2 separate regions of the Mus musculus genome follow, and region 2 is linked to region 1. A link is a contact called in public promoter capture Hi-C data. All regions are on one chromosome and are shown on one strand. The core of a region is the stretch at or near the end of the contact, and the rest is flanking DNA. Distances in the headings are between cores, read along the strand shown.

Region 1 (7,282 bases), core at 236-2,735:
CCAGTTTCGCCCAAGGGCCAATGGCCAGTCAGCGCCAATGTGGCCCCTGGTGGCATTACGAGGAGTCCCACTACCAAGTCAGCTGCGGCCAGTGAAGTCACGAACACGTTGGTTATGGTCTGTAGTCTCGGCGTGCGGGCGATGGCTATGATTACCAGCAGGTTGCCTCCCACCGTGGCCAGCGCCAGCAATGCCCCAGCCAATGCCGCTGCCCATGGTACTCCTGGCAACCCACTGGTGTTGGCTGCACTGGGGTCCAGGGTAGGGGCGTCCGACCACAAAGCCAGAGAGCCGTTTCTGTGAGGCCACGGAGCCATCTCGTGTGGCGCCTGGGGTGGGAAGGTTCCCCCTCCTCCCCAGACCCGCTGGCTTAGGGAAGGGGACAGTAGGGCTTGGGAGCGACTCTTCCAGCCTGGGCCATCTTCCCTAATTGCTGGGGTAAGTCTGTCAGCTTCCCTCCATCTCACCCCCCATGTACACCCTAGTTGCCGGGAGGAGTGGCTGCTTTTAAAGGAACAGCGTCCAATAGTCACAAGAGAGGCCTCTGGTGGGAATTGGAGGGTGGAGAGGGGCGTCCTGTCTTGACACTCCCTCAGCACCGGTTTCCTGGAGCTCAGCAGCTCCTTCCTGGCAGAACCTGAGGCAACCCTGCAAAGAAGAGAAACCCCCGCACCCTATCCTTTACCCAACAAGGAAGGCAACCATCCAGAAACAAACCAAAACAAAACCGAACAACCCAAACCATCCAAGATAGCCCCTCTTCTGCTTGGATGCTCTCCCTAAGGTATCTTATTGTTTGAGATAGTCTTTCTATATGTTGCCCAGATTGGTCTGGACCTCCAGATCCTTCTGCCTCAACCTCCCCAGTGCTGGGATTACAGATCTGTGCGCCACTATTCCCAACTCTAAGACTCTTTTTGTGAAGCCACCAACCAGAGGTGGCTGGCATCCTTTTCTCTCCCAGCTGATGAGATCCGTCCCCTTCCCTTTCCTCAATTTCGCTCACCCTCTGTCCCTGTCTGCTGTTTCAGTTCTTCTTCTTTTCAGTTACTGGAGACACCCGCTTGTTTCAGGAGTCACTCTAGTTTGACATGGCATCGTGTAGCTTGGGATGCTGAGGGCTTCTGGTTTCCATCTTCCTCCTGCACTGCCCAGTCCACACACCTTTCTCCTAGAAAATTTCTAGAAAAGTCCCTTCAAATTCTGAAGTGATAGACACATTAAAATGAGAGGATGGAGTTTTGGAGAGGGAGGGGTGTATCTCGGTGGTAGAGTGCATACTTAACATGCTTGAGGTCCAGCACAGAAAGAGAGAGAGAGAGACAGAGACAGAGAGAGACAGAGAGAGAAAGGATGCATTTGAGGCTGTCTAGCACAGTGGTTCTCAACCCGTGGCTTGCAGTCCCCACCGTGTTCACATATCAGATAGATATCCTGCATATCAGATATTTACATCACGAGTCAGAATAATAGTAAAATTACAATTATGGAGTAGCAACTAAAATAATGTTATGATTGGGGTCACTGCAACATGAGGCACTGTATTAAAGGGTCGCAGCCTGAGGAAGGGTGAGGACCACAGGTCTATCGCCACACTCAGTTATCCAAAGCTAATGTTTGTCACCTTCCCCATGGTAAAGAGTTCTCATCCACTTGCTGGAGATTTCTTCATAAGAAACTAGAGTCGAGGGAGTCATGTGTCTGCATGTGAACGTGTGGGTGCATCAGGTGTCTCCCTCTACTATTTTCCAGTTTATTACCTTGAGACAGGGTCTCTCACAGGGCCAGAAAGCTTTTGCGTTGGCTAGGACGGTGGAGTCTGGGCTTTTGAGATTCGCCTGCCTCTGCTTCCCAAGGCTGGCATCGTGGGTGTGTGCGGCCACATCCACCTCTTCACTTCGGTGCTGGGGATTTGAACTCAGTGCCCCTGGCTTGCAGAACAAACACTCTTACTTACTGTGCCATCTCCCGGGGCCCTCGTACTGCATATCTGGAGTGCATAAAAGGATAAGCCTGGTATTTTAATGCCTCTGAAGTTTCTTATACAGTAAGATCAGCGCCTCTGAGCCCCCTCCCTTCACCCAGACTTATAGGACCTGACCCTGTCATCCAATCTCCCAGTCAAAATTTTTCCAAATTGGATGTGGGCATGAAAGGCTTAGAAATAAGCCTCTGGGAGTTAGGGAAATGGCTAAATGAGTGAAGTGCTTGCCTTGCAAGCAGAAGGACCTGAGTTTGATGATTCCTGGGATGCGAATAAAGAAGCCTGAAGTGATGGCCTTCACATGTAATACCAGGGTTAGGGACGCCTGTCAAGACTGCTCCATGAGTTGTCTCATTTCCACCCCGAAACAATGGGGCAAAAGAGAGAAAAAAACAAATATAGTGGAAAATGCCTCCAGGGTACCCCCCTGGCATGTTCTTTTGAGTAGCTCAATATTTTAAAAGTGTCCTCTATAGCCACTGGTCCAGGCAATCCCCACGGGAGGCTGAACCAGGGGTTGGGAGTCAGAAAGGTTGGAAGGGGAAGAGAGAACCTAAAATTATCCCTGAGGAAAAAGGGCCAGCTGGGCTCCCAGGGACTCAGCAGCTCACTCACCCATGAGCAGGACTGTCAGGGGCTCTCAAGCAAAGGTTTTCCCTGTCCCATGGATGCAGCCGTCAGAGCTCCCTTCTGCTGCCCCTGCCCCTGCTCCTGTCCCAGCCATGCCAGGGTGGTGTGAAGGCTGCCTTTGGCTGTGGCTTCTTGCTGGTCATCAGGGTGATTGCACCCAAGTCAGGGTTTTGCAACACCCCAGAGCGCTGCCAGTTATCGCAAAGGGGTGTCATAAGATTCTCAGCAAGCAATCTCTAAAACAAATACATGCCATTTGGCTCTTCCCCCCACCCCACCCCCCTACCCCCAGGACATCAGAATAGGTTGGGGAAAGATATCTCCCCCAAGACATACTCAAGGGCCATCTCTGCTTTAGTCAAGGACCAAGCCCTGTTACTTGAAGAAAATGTGCAAAAATGTTTATAGTTTTGAAAAAGAGCAAGAGTCCCCAGTTGTAAGAACATACCGGTGTGTGGCAAATGATTAGTCCTGTAACCAAATATTGTGAGAATTAATGTGCTAGACCCCTGTTCCCAAATGTGCCTCCCCCATTCCTGGGAGGCAGCAGAGCCATGCCCAAGTACTCTGCCTCCTTCCTCGCCGCTCCTATTGTTTTGCTGTTTCGGTCTTTGAGATTATTCTCTCTCTCTCTCTCTCTCTCTCTCTCTCTCTCTCTCTCTCTCTCTCTCGTAATTTTATTGTAAGTTTTTAACAAACAATGTAGTCATCTTGTTCAACCATCACAATATAGAAAATGTAGATAACAGAAAGTGACTTCCATCCCGAGGTTCAATTCCTCAACAAGTAACTGCTATCGGATCTTATTAATCTTTCCAATAACATTTTATTGAGAGATAACTCAGGATGTAAAAGCATACTCTTTTTGCCTTTGTTTTCCACATGACTGTATCTCAGCCTGTGCTTTTAAGTTTTAACATAACTATATGACCTTAACTTATGACCCTTCTAGATGAACACACAAAAGATACCCATTTTTAGTATGAATGGACATAAAACTAGTCATCTACAAGTGGACACCTGATTTCCTGTCTTTATCCATAGATGATGTTGCAGTGTATAATTAATACCCTAGTCCTTTCATTCTTTTGCAGATGTATTTGTTTCTATGAACAGAATTGTTATAAATAAGGCATACATACACTTGTACGTTTAGAAGTCATTGCTCCATTTTTCTCCCCAGACAATATGTCTGTTTCCAACCTCACTATCACTTTTGGTGGCCAGCTGGGGGTTGCAAGCCAGTGGCCTGATGCCTCTGGGAAGCCATCCTAATGGCTAGGCCTCCGGGAATTAGCATTGCCTGTTCTGTAGAGGTCGTCCAACTCTGGATAGACACATACATTGCCCAGAGAGAGCGTTGCTCAGGCCCAGTCCCCCATGACCTTTGTTTTATGCCCTTGGAGGCAATCATAGTGAGTGTGGGCCCCTAAGATGCTGATGGTGGACCCCCAAGTTAGAAGCCCCAAGGATGTGTCTGGAAGAATAGCAATCTGTGGTGAGCAGAGGCAGCAGCCACTTGGTGGACAGAAGTTCTTAAAGTAGGAAGTTTTGTCCTGGAGAGAAGGCAGAAGCTGTGGTTCCATGGACATTGACACGGGGTGCTTGTATATGTATTTACACGACACGGCAGTAAGAAACCCACGAAGGCTTATGTGACTGTGGCCCGGTACCTTGTCTAAGACCACGTATGTTAAAGGTGAGTGTGTATAGTACATATATGTGTGTTTTCTATTTTTTGGTGCTTGGGCTTGAACCAAAGCATACTGAAGTGACTTATGAATAACAGCTAGGACTCTAGTCACAAGGCTCTGGGTCTCATCAAGTATTTCATAAACTGGACAGGGCAACACAGGTTCCAAGATCCCAGCAACCAAGAGCTAAAAGTAACAGACCTGAAGCTTAGAATATTCTTGACAAGACACCATGTTTGATGCTGGTCTGGGATACTTGAGGCTCAGTATTTAAAAAAATCTGGGGGTGGGGGGAGAACACTTTAAATGGGTTTCCCTTCTCCTTTCTAATGGTGCTGGCGATTTATGCATGCTGGGCGAGGCTTCTACCGCTAGGTTAGCCCCAGCTCTTGTTTTGCCCTTTTGTTTTACACAGGTCTCACTAAGTGACCAAGGTTTGGCCTTGGAATCACTTTGCAACCTAGGCAGGGCTTGAGTTTATCATCTTCCTGAGGAGATTTCATTAGTAGCTGAGATTACAGGGTACCACACTCGCCTCTCAAACAGTCATTAAAGATCAAATCCACTAGCAACACCTTATATAGTTATATACTGAGGTCCAGGGAAGAAAGCCAGGCACGTTCACAAGTGGCAAAAGCTAATTCCTAACAGGTATTAGCACACAGACAGAGGAGGCATGGGCTCTTTTGCCAGCATGTGTCCTCATTCCCAGCCAAACTGTGCCAGCAATACCTCTGTTCTGTCCTGGTTGGGACAACAATGGGCCACGGTCTCCCTGAAGTCAGGGAAGTCAACCAAAGCTGCAAAGAAGCCCTAATGGAAGACATTTTGTTTCCTTTAACACATGGCAAAGCTAACTCTACACACATCTGCATAAAGGTGAGAGGTTCTAATTTCAGGGGACATAAGATTCATGTCTAAGGGATAGGTTGGGACAAGGGCTTTCAACAAGAAATGGGTTGACAGAGCATTCTACTAGTGCCTTATGTTTTATTTCTAATTTGACTTAAATTTGCACGCTGGGGGTGGAACCCAGGGCCTCGTGAGCATGCTAAAGCGGGAAGCCTACTGCCCAGCTACACCTCAGCCCTGGTTCTTCCTTTTCAGGTCTTGATCATCCATGGAAGAAGGGATCAAGAATTGGTCTTCTAGGGCGAGAGAGAGAGAGAGAGAGAGAGAGAGAGAGAGAGTTAGTTAGTTAGTTCAGAGGTTAAAGGCACTTGTTCCTCTTCCAAGGGACATGAGTTCAGTTCCCAGCACCCACACCAGTTAACTCACAGCTACAAGTGATTTCATTGCCAGGGGATCCATCTGGCCTCCACATATAGACACACACACACACACACACACACACACACACAATAGACATACAAATAATAAAATAAAAATGAGCTGGTCCTTCAATTCCTAAGTGGGAAGAAAAATCCTCGCTTTCATCTCTAAAGAATCACTAAGCGCAGTGACTGTCAGAGACGCTCTTCCTAAGGCCAGGGGAAGGTCACAGCCATGGCTAAATCCCAGGCAGGAATTTTTAGGTCTTTGTCCAATAAGCAGCCTCTCCTCAAAGGCAAGAGGGAAGCCAGCCAGCGTGGAAAAGAGCGCACAGAGGGATCCTGTCTCCGGCAGAGAAATGTTTGATCACCCTTTTAGCTATGGCTTGGCTGGTGGGAAGTGGAGACAGCGGGGGACAGGGCAGATCAGTCATGCCGTTTGGGTCCCTTGTCCAGACTCTCCTTCTTCCATAGGAGGGAAGACTCAAACAAGGCCAGAACCTCTCTGGTGAAAAAGAAGCTGGAACCACGGAAGGAAGTAGTTTGGCTATACTGCTCTGATTAGACTGCATCTCCCTCCTTTTCCCATGGAGCCTGTGTTAGGGAAAGGAGATGAGCTGAGATCAGAGGGGCAAAGGGCAACATAATGAGGAAGGTCTCTCCTCCAGGTAAGTCAGGATGAACCTTCCCGAGTAACAAAAGCTCATCAGAAAAGATGCTGAACATCCAGAGTGTCGGCAGAAGATGCTAGGTCAGAGGGAGGGAGGGAGGAATAGCGAGAGGAGGGAAGGGAGGGAGGGGTAGAGCTTTAGCCTGGGGTTTGCAAAGTCCGAGATCAAGCCTCCAGCACCCCAAGTCAAAACAAAACAATAGAACCAAACCAAACACAAAGACTGGGAGAAGGAAGGTAAGAGAGTCAGAATCAGAGAGGACTAGGCTTCCCCAGAGCATCAAGGGAGGGTGGCTTTGCTCATAGCAGCAGTCTGTCTGCTAGAGCAAATGGGTGGTCCTGGAAGGGGTGGGGAGCAGGGAGACAAAGAGGAAGGGAATGCAAACCATGCCCGGAATGTCAATTCTGTCCTGAGATGTGGGACTGTGGGGAGGCAACTCCGGCTTTCTCAAGTGAGCTTCACATTTTGCTAGCTAGACCTTATAATAGTTTCCAAATGATGTCATTTGGAAGGCCAAGGGCTCCCGTGGCTCCCAGGAGCCTGGTTGATACAAAAGAGTACCAAGATGAAATGGAATCAACAAGGAGAAAGGTCCTAGCAATCAACAAGGAGAAAGGTCCTAGCATGGGCTCTGTGGCCTTCCTCCACTCTCTCACCCTCTCACAGGATGGAGAAGGAAGAGATAACAAGCCATTGGAATCTGTTTCATGCGGTGGCAATGTTAAGATTTGGGGACAAGACGAAGCCATTGTTCTAAGGAACCCAAAGAGGGCTGATGACATTCTTTGGATGGCCATACGTTTAGCAGAGGTAGGTACCCAGTGAGGCAGAAGCATCCATGAGAATGCTCCCCCATTCAAGCACACACAGAGATAAGCATAACTCATGTGAACAGAGCACAGACACTGCTCATATAAATATCATACTAGAGATACACACACTCTAGGACATATGTACATGCTCTTGAAAACTTAGATGTGTGTTCTAACAGACTCACTGTTACCATAGTCACAATCACAGCCATGTACACCC
Region 2 (6,623 bases), core at 1,633-4,132, 140 kb before region 1:
AAGCATACTCCTGTAGTCCTAGCACCTGGGAGGTATGGGTGGGAAGGCCAGGAGTTCAAAATCATCCTTAGCTATATACAGTGAGTTCCAGGATAGTCTGCCTGGCTTTGTGTGTCAACTTGGCACAAGTCAGAGTCATCAGAGACGTGGGAGCCTCGGTTGAGAGGATGCCTCCACGAGATCCAGCTGTAAGACATTTTCTCAATGAGTGATCAGCGAGGGAGGGCTCAGCCCATGGTGTGTGGGTGGTGCCATCCCTGGCCTGGTGGTCCTGGGTTCAGTAAGGCAGGCTGAGGAAGTCACGGGAAGCAAACCAGCAAGCAACAGCCCTCTGTGACCTCTGCATCAGCTCCTGCCTCCAGGTTCCAGCCCCGCTTGAGTTCCTGTGCTGACTTCCTCCAGTGATGGACAATGAACTGGAAGTGCAAGCCAAATAAACCCTTTGCTTCCCTTCTTGCATTTGGGTTATGGTGTTTCCTTGAAGTAACAGAAACCCTGACTAAGGCACAGGCCAACCTGGGTACCTGAGACCATGGTTGTGTTAAAAGACACAGTCACAGTAAGTCCTCCAAGTATCGGGAAATGTAAGTGAGTACCAGGTTGCAGCCTTTTAACACACAAAAACTGTACTCCCACACAAGTATAGGCAGGAGAATATGACTTTGGGGAAACGTGTTAAGCAGCTCTGTGGGGCACTTAGAAAGGATTTCAAAGGAAAATGACTGTCCCTGCACTTCAAAATTCAAGTTTCTTCCTCCCTAGATACAAAATGGAGGTGAACCCCACATTCTGGCCGATGCGCAGAAGTCAAAATGATGCCCATCCGAACAGGAGTGCTGTGTAAATGTCCCCATCAGGAAACTCAAGCCCACTACAGTGTACCTCCCCGCAACAGCCTGGCAATGTCATCTGTAACTTGTGAGCCTCAGAGGGTGCATGGGACAAGAGACTTTCTCCTGAGCCTTTTGTCTTTTAGCAAAAGGAAATCACAGGGAAGCTGTGACTCAGTCAGAGGCCCCTCAGCTCTTCCCGCTCTCTGGCCCTGGCAGTGCTCTGGTCTGTGCCTGGTCTCTCTGCCCATCACCGGCCCCTTTCCTGAGGAATGCAGCCTCCACCAGGCCTGCCTAAGGCTCCTGCTGGGAGTGTCCATTCCATTTCTCAGTTCCTCCATTTGCAACCACTATTTATTTATCTTTGGAAGCTCAAGGAAACAGAACCTGCAACAGGGACTGACCAGGGACTCTAATGAGGGAAGAAAGCTAAGAAGCTGGCGGCTGGGGCCATCAGGCCTGAGAGAGGCTACTTCCCTGGAAAGGAGATGGGAGATCTGGCTCACAGGCCACAGTGGCAGAAAAGGCACTGAGCACCTCAGTAGGACCAAGGTGGGGTTACTCTGTTGGCACAGGAGGGTCATGAGCAGGAGGGGTTCTGCCCCAATCCTGAAGTTCTCCCGCTACATAGCAATAAAGGTTCTACTGAGTGATTTAAAAAAAAAAAAAGTGATGGTTTCTGGGGAAACTGGGAGGCAGCATCCTGGGTCCTCTAACCCCAACCTTCTTTTCAGTTGGCACTGCAGCACCTCTAACACCCACAGGCATTAGCTGTTGGTCATTGTTACTGTTGCTTTTTTGAGGTCATGTCCATAGGCACTTTGACTCCCCAGTGGTCAAAAGCCAGATCCTACCTAGGACTGGCCCTTCTTCCTCCTTCTCTGGCCACGGTTTACAAGCAAGGCTCAATAGACTACACACCCCTAGGTGTTACATGCTGTGTCAAGTCAAACAGCTAATAAAAGACATGGAGGGGGGCTGAAACCTATACTGCGATACCCTGGCTGGTGGTAGAGTCTGCCCACACCCTAATATAGATCCCTGGGCCTTCTCTTATTTTCCCCTTACTCATTTACTGCCCTGCCCCAACACACACACACACACACACACACACACACACACACACACAGTGTTAACAGGAGGATAGCTTTGGCAGTGTCTGCCTTAACCTTTGACCTCTCCTTGGCCTAATGACATGCACCTCCCGCTGGGCAAGGTCAATGCTCACAGGGTAAGATCTATGGCCTCCTTGTCTCAGTCTTGTGCCCTCCTGCTGTGGCTTCAATCCAAGTCTGAGGGGTGGGAACAGGACTGTGAGAGTCAACTTATAGATCGGCTCATCGCGACAGGGGCCAAAGAGAAACCTTAGATCCTGAGCTAAGTTCAACCCCTTAACCCGGAGCACCAGACTTCCCAGGCCAAACCAGAACTTCAACGAAAGTCCTAGAAAGAGGGGTGTAGGCTGGATGAGAGAGCGTTTTTTTTTTGTGGAAAGTGATGGTTGCCTTACAAGTCTGAGCTGGGCGGTAGAGAGAGAAAGTCCTGGCTAGTAGAAAGAGTCGTGACAGGACAACAGTCTTGGTTCAGGGTAGGTGATGGGGTATAGGAGTGGGTGTCTGCTCAAGCTGTCTTCTAGGCTTGCACTTGAAGGAGGGCAGCCGCCTGGCAGGGTATCAGGCGGCGCTAGGGCCTCGCAGAGTGACGAGGCGGTGATGGAGGCGGGCGGGGGCTGGCGGCGGGAGCTGAGCGGCGCCTAGCTGCCCCCATCCATGGCACGGAGCTGCGGCAGCGGCGGCGGCAGCAACAGGAGCCCGGCACGATCCGCTAGGTCTCAGCCGCGCGCAGGGCGAGCCGGCCACGCGCAGGGACCAAGCTTCCGTCGGCTCGGAGCGCTGCGCTGAGACTCCGGCCGCGCCGCCGGGGGCCACCCGCGCTGCGCTGTCAGCGGCGCCCGCGTCCCTCCCGGCCCGGGTGCTCGCAAGCCATGCCCCCGGAGCGCAGCAGCGGGGACCCCGAGGCTTGCCTCCGCCCATGGCCCCCCGCCCCGCCCTCGGGCGCCCGGGACTCCCGCTGAGCACTCCTCCCGCACGCCCGGGTCCCTCCGGCCGGCGAGCCGTCCGGCCCCTGCGCTGTAGGTCCCCGCGGGGCGATGGGTTGATGGGCGCGGGGGGACGCAGGATGCCGGTGCCTCCCGCGCGTTTGCTGCTGCTGCCGCTGCTGCCTTGTCTTCTGCTCCTGGCTCCTGGAACTCGGGGTGCGCCTGGCTGCCCGGTCCCTATCCGCGGTTGCAAGTGCTCTGGGGAGCGGCCCAAGGGACTAAGTGGCGGCGCCCACAACCCGGCTCGAAGGAGGGTGGTGTGCGGCGGTGGGGATCTCCCCGAACCTCCAGATCCCGGCCTTCTGCCAAACGGCACCATCACCTTGTGAGTACCTTAGTTTGTGCCGGGTATGGTCAATTAGTGGGACTTAAGTGGGGGGGGGGGGGGGGGCGACGATCTTGCCACTTGAGAGCCTGGGGAAAGTCTGAGTCCAGGCGACAACCGGGAAACTCGAAGTTCTAGGATCAGAGAAACCCCGGTATGGCCCCAGAGCGAGAGGCATCGCGGAAGCCTGCTCACCTGCACAGGTGAAGTGCGTGTGGACGGTGGAGGGACCACTCCGTGTCCCTTGTCCCAGATTGGCTAGTGTTGCAGCCTTACGAGGCCCTGAGCTGGGTGAGAGTGGGATCGGTGTCAGGGACCCATTAGGTGGCTGTGGTCCTCACCACCTTTGAGGCTTCGGAGCCCGCATGACAGGGAGCCTGCTGGTTTCAGCTAGCTAGCCTGGTTCCTCTAACTGGGATAACCCAGTCTGCGGTGCCCCGCCCCGGGCCTGCTGAGCTCTGCTCCCAGCCCGGCTTCTTGGGCAGGGGAGCCTGAGACCGCTAAGCCTGTCCTTGGAATGCAGGCGCTTCTGATCTGACCCCGTGCCCCATCTCCTCTTGGGCTCTCTCCCATTGCGCATATAGTTTGGCTGTTTATCGATTAACTTAATTACTCAACGATTTGGTAGGAAAACCTGACTGAAGGGAGGCACGTGCCTCCCGGCCTCCTTCCATAGTTCTCCCTTCAAATCGGGGCCTGATTAAACCCTTGCTTTCCTGGCCCGCGAGCACCTATGCTCTTTAACCCGAGTCTTAAGTCCCGGCAACCGCACTCGGAGAGCTTCCCGCACCCCAGCGGTTTCCTGAGCTGACCATATGCTCCAAGTTCCACGCGACGTGGTTTAAGGGTCGTGCCCCGGCGGCGGCTCCTTGCTTTCCTGTTCAGGATCTAGCCTAAAAGCCGCTTCCCCTTCCCTGTCATCCTGACCCTGGAGAGAACCTTTTCTCCAAACCACCCCTCGCCCAGGGCTGGGGCTGGTTTCATGATTGTACCCAGAACAATACAGTAAGTCCTGTGGCGGGTTCAGAGGCAGCTGGCTTCCTGACAGGACACAACTGGTCAGCTTGTGATGTTGGCCGGCTGGCTTGCATTTTCTCCATCCAGCTGGGCTGTGTGCCTCGCAGTGGAGACTGGATCTCTTCTCTCTCCCACCTCGATGCAAGCTCTGGCTTGCAGCCCTAGTGGCTGCTAAGGCGGTTCACAGTAGGTCTGAGTGTCATGATGTTTAAGGGTGCTGAAAAACTTGGGCATTCCCCAGCTTACTTAGTTCTGGAGGAGGGAGGAAAAAAAAAAAGTGCTTTGCTGTGAGAAATAGCTGGCCAGCGTTTGTGACACACAGCTGCACCGTGATAGCTCGCTCGCTCGGCTGGGGGTGGAGGTGATTTGTGTATGGGCACATGTTCCAGAGGCTCAGCGAACTCACATGTGTGGGAGCTGTCTCTTGTGTGTCTGTTGGTGGGGATTAGGGAATCCTAACATGGTCAAGGCAGAAGGGAAGGGAGGGGGAAAAAATAGAAAAGTGGTTTTGCAGGACATCTTAGACTGATTTGGCCACTAATGCTTTCCAGCCACGGCTAATTCCCATCTACGCCACTCAGAGGAGCGGGACCAGTTCTTGGTGAGAACATATCGTGGCAAAGTAGCAGCAGACTTGGCTTAAGCCCTTCCTGCTCCAGCCTTAAGCCCTTCCCTAAGGAAGGGCTCCTCTCTCCTCTGGGCCATTCACCTAGCTGGCTTACAGTACCTTCCAAAGAGACTGGTCCCCAGCCTGGCAGGACCCTGGAAAGGACAAGGGAGCCCAGTCACCCACCAGTCTGGAGTGTAATGGAATCTGAATCTCCCTCCAGATGTTTTTCTCAATTTTCCACATTTATGATCCTGATGGGTCGCCACCCAGCAGTCTCTGAAGTTAAAAAAAAAAAAATCAAACTAGGATCTCAGTGGAAGGTAGGAAGGGGACTCAGTCCAAGCACACTGTCATAGCTCATCTTGAAATGAGACAGGAAGGCTGGAAAGGGGCTGCTGCTTCCAAGGAAGAGCATGGAACCCCCTTACTTTTTAAAAATCATATTTATTGATATTTTATATGTTTGGGTGGTGTTGCCTGCATGTATGTCTGTGTGAGGGTGGCCGGTCTTGGCGCTATAGACAGTTGTTAGCGGCCGTGTGGTTGCTCAAGTCCTCTGGAAGAGCAGTCAGTGCTCTTAACCCACAGAGCCATCTCTCCAGGACTGGGAGCCCCCTTATAAGTGGGGAGTTTTGCTAGGTGTGGGGTTGGTGCTTGTAATCCTGGGGGAGGACATTGAGTTCCAAGCCATTCTGGGCTACACAGGGAGATCCTGTCTCAAACAAAACAAGACATTAGTCTTTTTCCCACACAGATTCCCCCTCTCCCCCCCCCTTTTTTTTTTTTGCTTGTCATCAGGTAGAGCATCAGGACTTGAGCCAGCTGTTTGTGCCTTGTGGCTGTGTCCTCCCTCTTAGACATTTGCTACAGTCCCCTTCCAGAATGGGTCCCCAGCTTCCAGCCACAGGAACCCTCAAGATAGAGGCCAGGCAGACACTTAGGGCTAGGACTCAAAGTGCCAGATAAGGTCCCTGTCTGCTAGGGGGCCCTCCCTGGAGCAGTCCTGTTTACCTCATTGAAAAATCCTTCCTCCTGCTCCAGCTCCCGTTATCTCGAGCCTGCCTTCTGTTTTTGTACACCACAGGTCCCCCTCTCCCTCACCCTTTGCTTTGTTTCCCCCATGGTGGACTTTCGTTTGCAGTTTTCCAGGAAAGCAGAGCTCTTGGCTTCCTTCCTGATCCATTTCTCACCCCACCCCCAGCCTCACCAGCCCAGTCTGCAGGGCAGCTGTGGGTACAGATGCCCAGAGCGAGAGCCCTTATGAGCCCTCTCTCTGAGCGCAATGGTCCTAGGGTAGGTGGCTTATGCTGGGGAGGATTTTGTTCTGAATGGGAACCTCCCCAAACTGAGCAGTGGCTAAAGGCCTGCTTTCTGGTCCTGAGCTCTGAGAGTTAAGAGGGGGGAGGAGGCCTGAGAAGAAGGGATTCCAGGAAGGGCTGATAACAGATAAAGTACAGAAGGAAATCTCACCAGAAGGACCCCAGAGGACACCAGCCAGGGCCATAAATTCCTACTTCATCCGCACTGAAAAGGGTCTCAGAGATCAACAAGCCCAGGCCCACAATTTAAGGCTTTGTAGCCGAGGAAGGAGAAGTTAGAGGGATTGCTAGGTGGGATCAGCGTGGAATTAGCTCATAGGATCTCAATGTTTCTACCAGATGAGGATCCTGCTATTCAGGATCCAGTGGATACAAATGCTGCTTTAAAAATCCATTTCTCTCCCCCACCCCCACTCTCTGGCAG

What was found. Capture Hi-C pulls out chosen DNA fragments and counts their contacts.
Region 2: a promoter capture Hi-C map of pancreatic islet shows a contact between it and region 1. The contact joins the promoter of Adgra2 here to the promoter of Adrb3 in region 1. A contact is called at or near these places in 1 of 39 promoter capture datasets (embryonic stem cells), 1 of 484 Hi-C or Micro-C datasets (embryonic stem cells), 3 of 115 datasets of contacts at active chromatin or transcription factors (embryonic stem cells and extraembryonic endoderm stem cells) and 3 of 9 other capture datasets (adipose tissue, liver and pancreatic islet).

Annotation. Positions count from the first base shown.
Region 1 is chr8:27,228,103-27,235,384 of GRCm38.p6, forward strand. Adrb3 (adrenergic receptor, beta 3) reads right to left here and starts at 1,486. Exons shown (of 4, transcript NM_013462.3): 1 at 1,007-1,486; 2 at 1-648. The coding sequence starts at 317. Gm45470 (a long non-coding RNA gene) reads left to right here and starts at 1,307. Exons shown (of 3, transcript XR_001778544.2): 1 at 1,307-6,247; 2 at 6,917-7,060.
Region 2 is chr8:27,082,959-27,089,581 of GRCm38.p6, forward strand. It overlaps Adgra2 (adhesion G protein-coupled receptor A2), which reads left to right and starts at 2,883. Exons shown (of 19, transcript NM_054044.2): 1 at 2,883-3,253. The coding sequence starts at 2,988. Gm39151 (a long non-coding RNA gene) reads right to left here. Exons shown (of 3, transcript XR_870285.3): 3 at 3,311-5,592.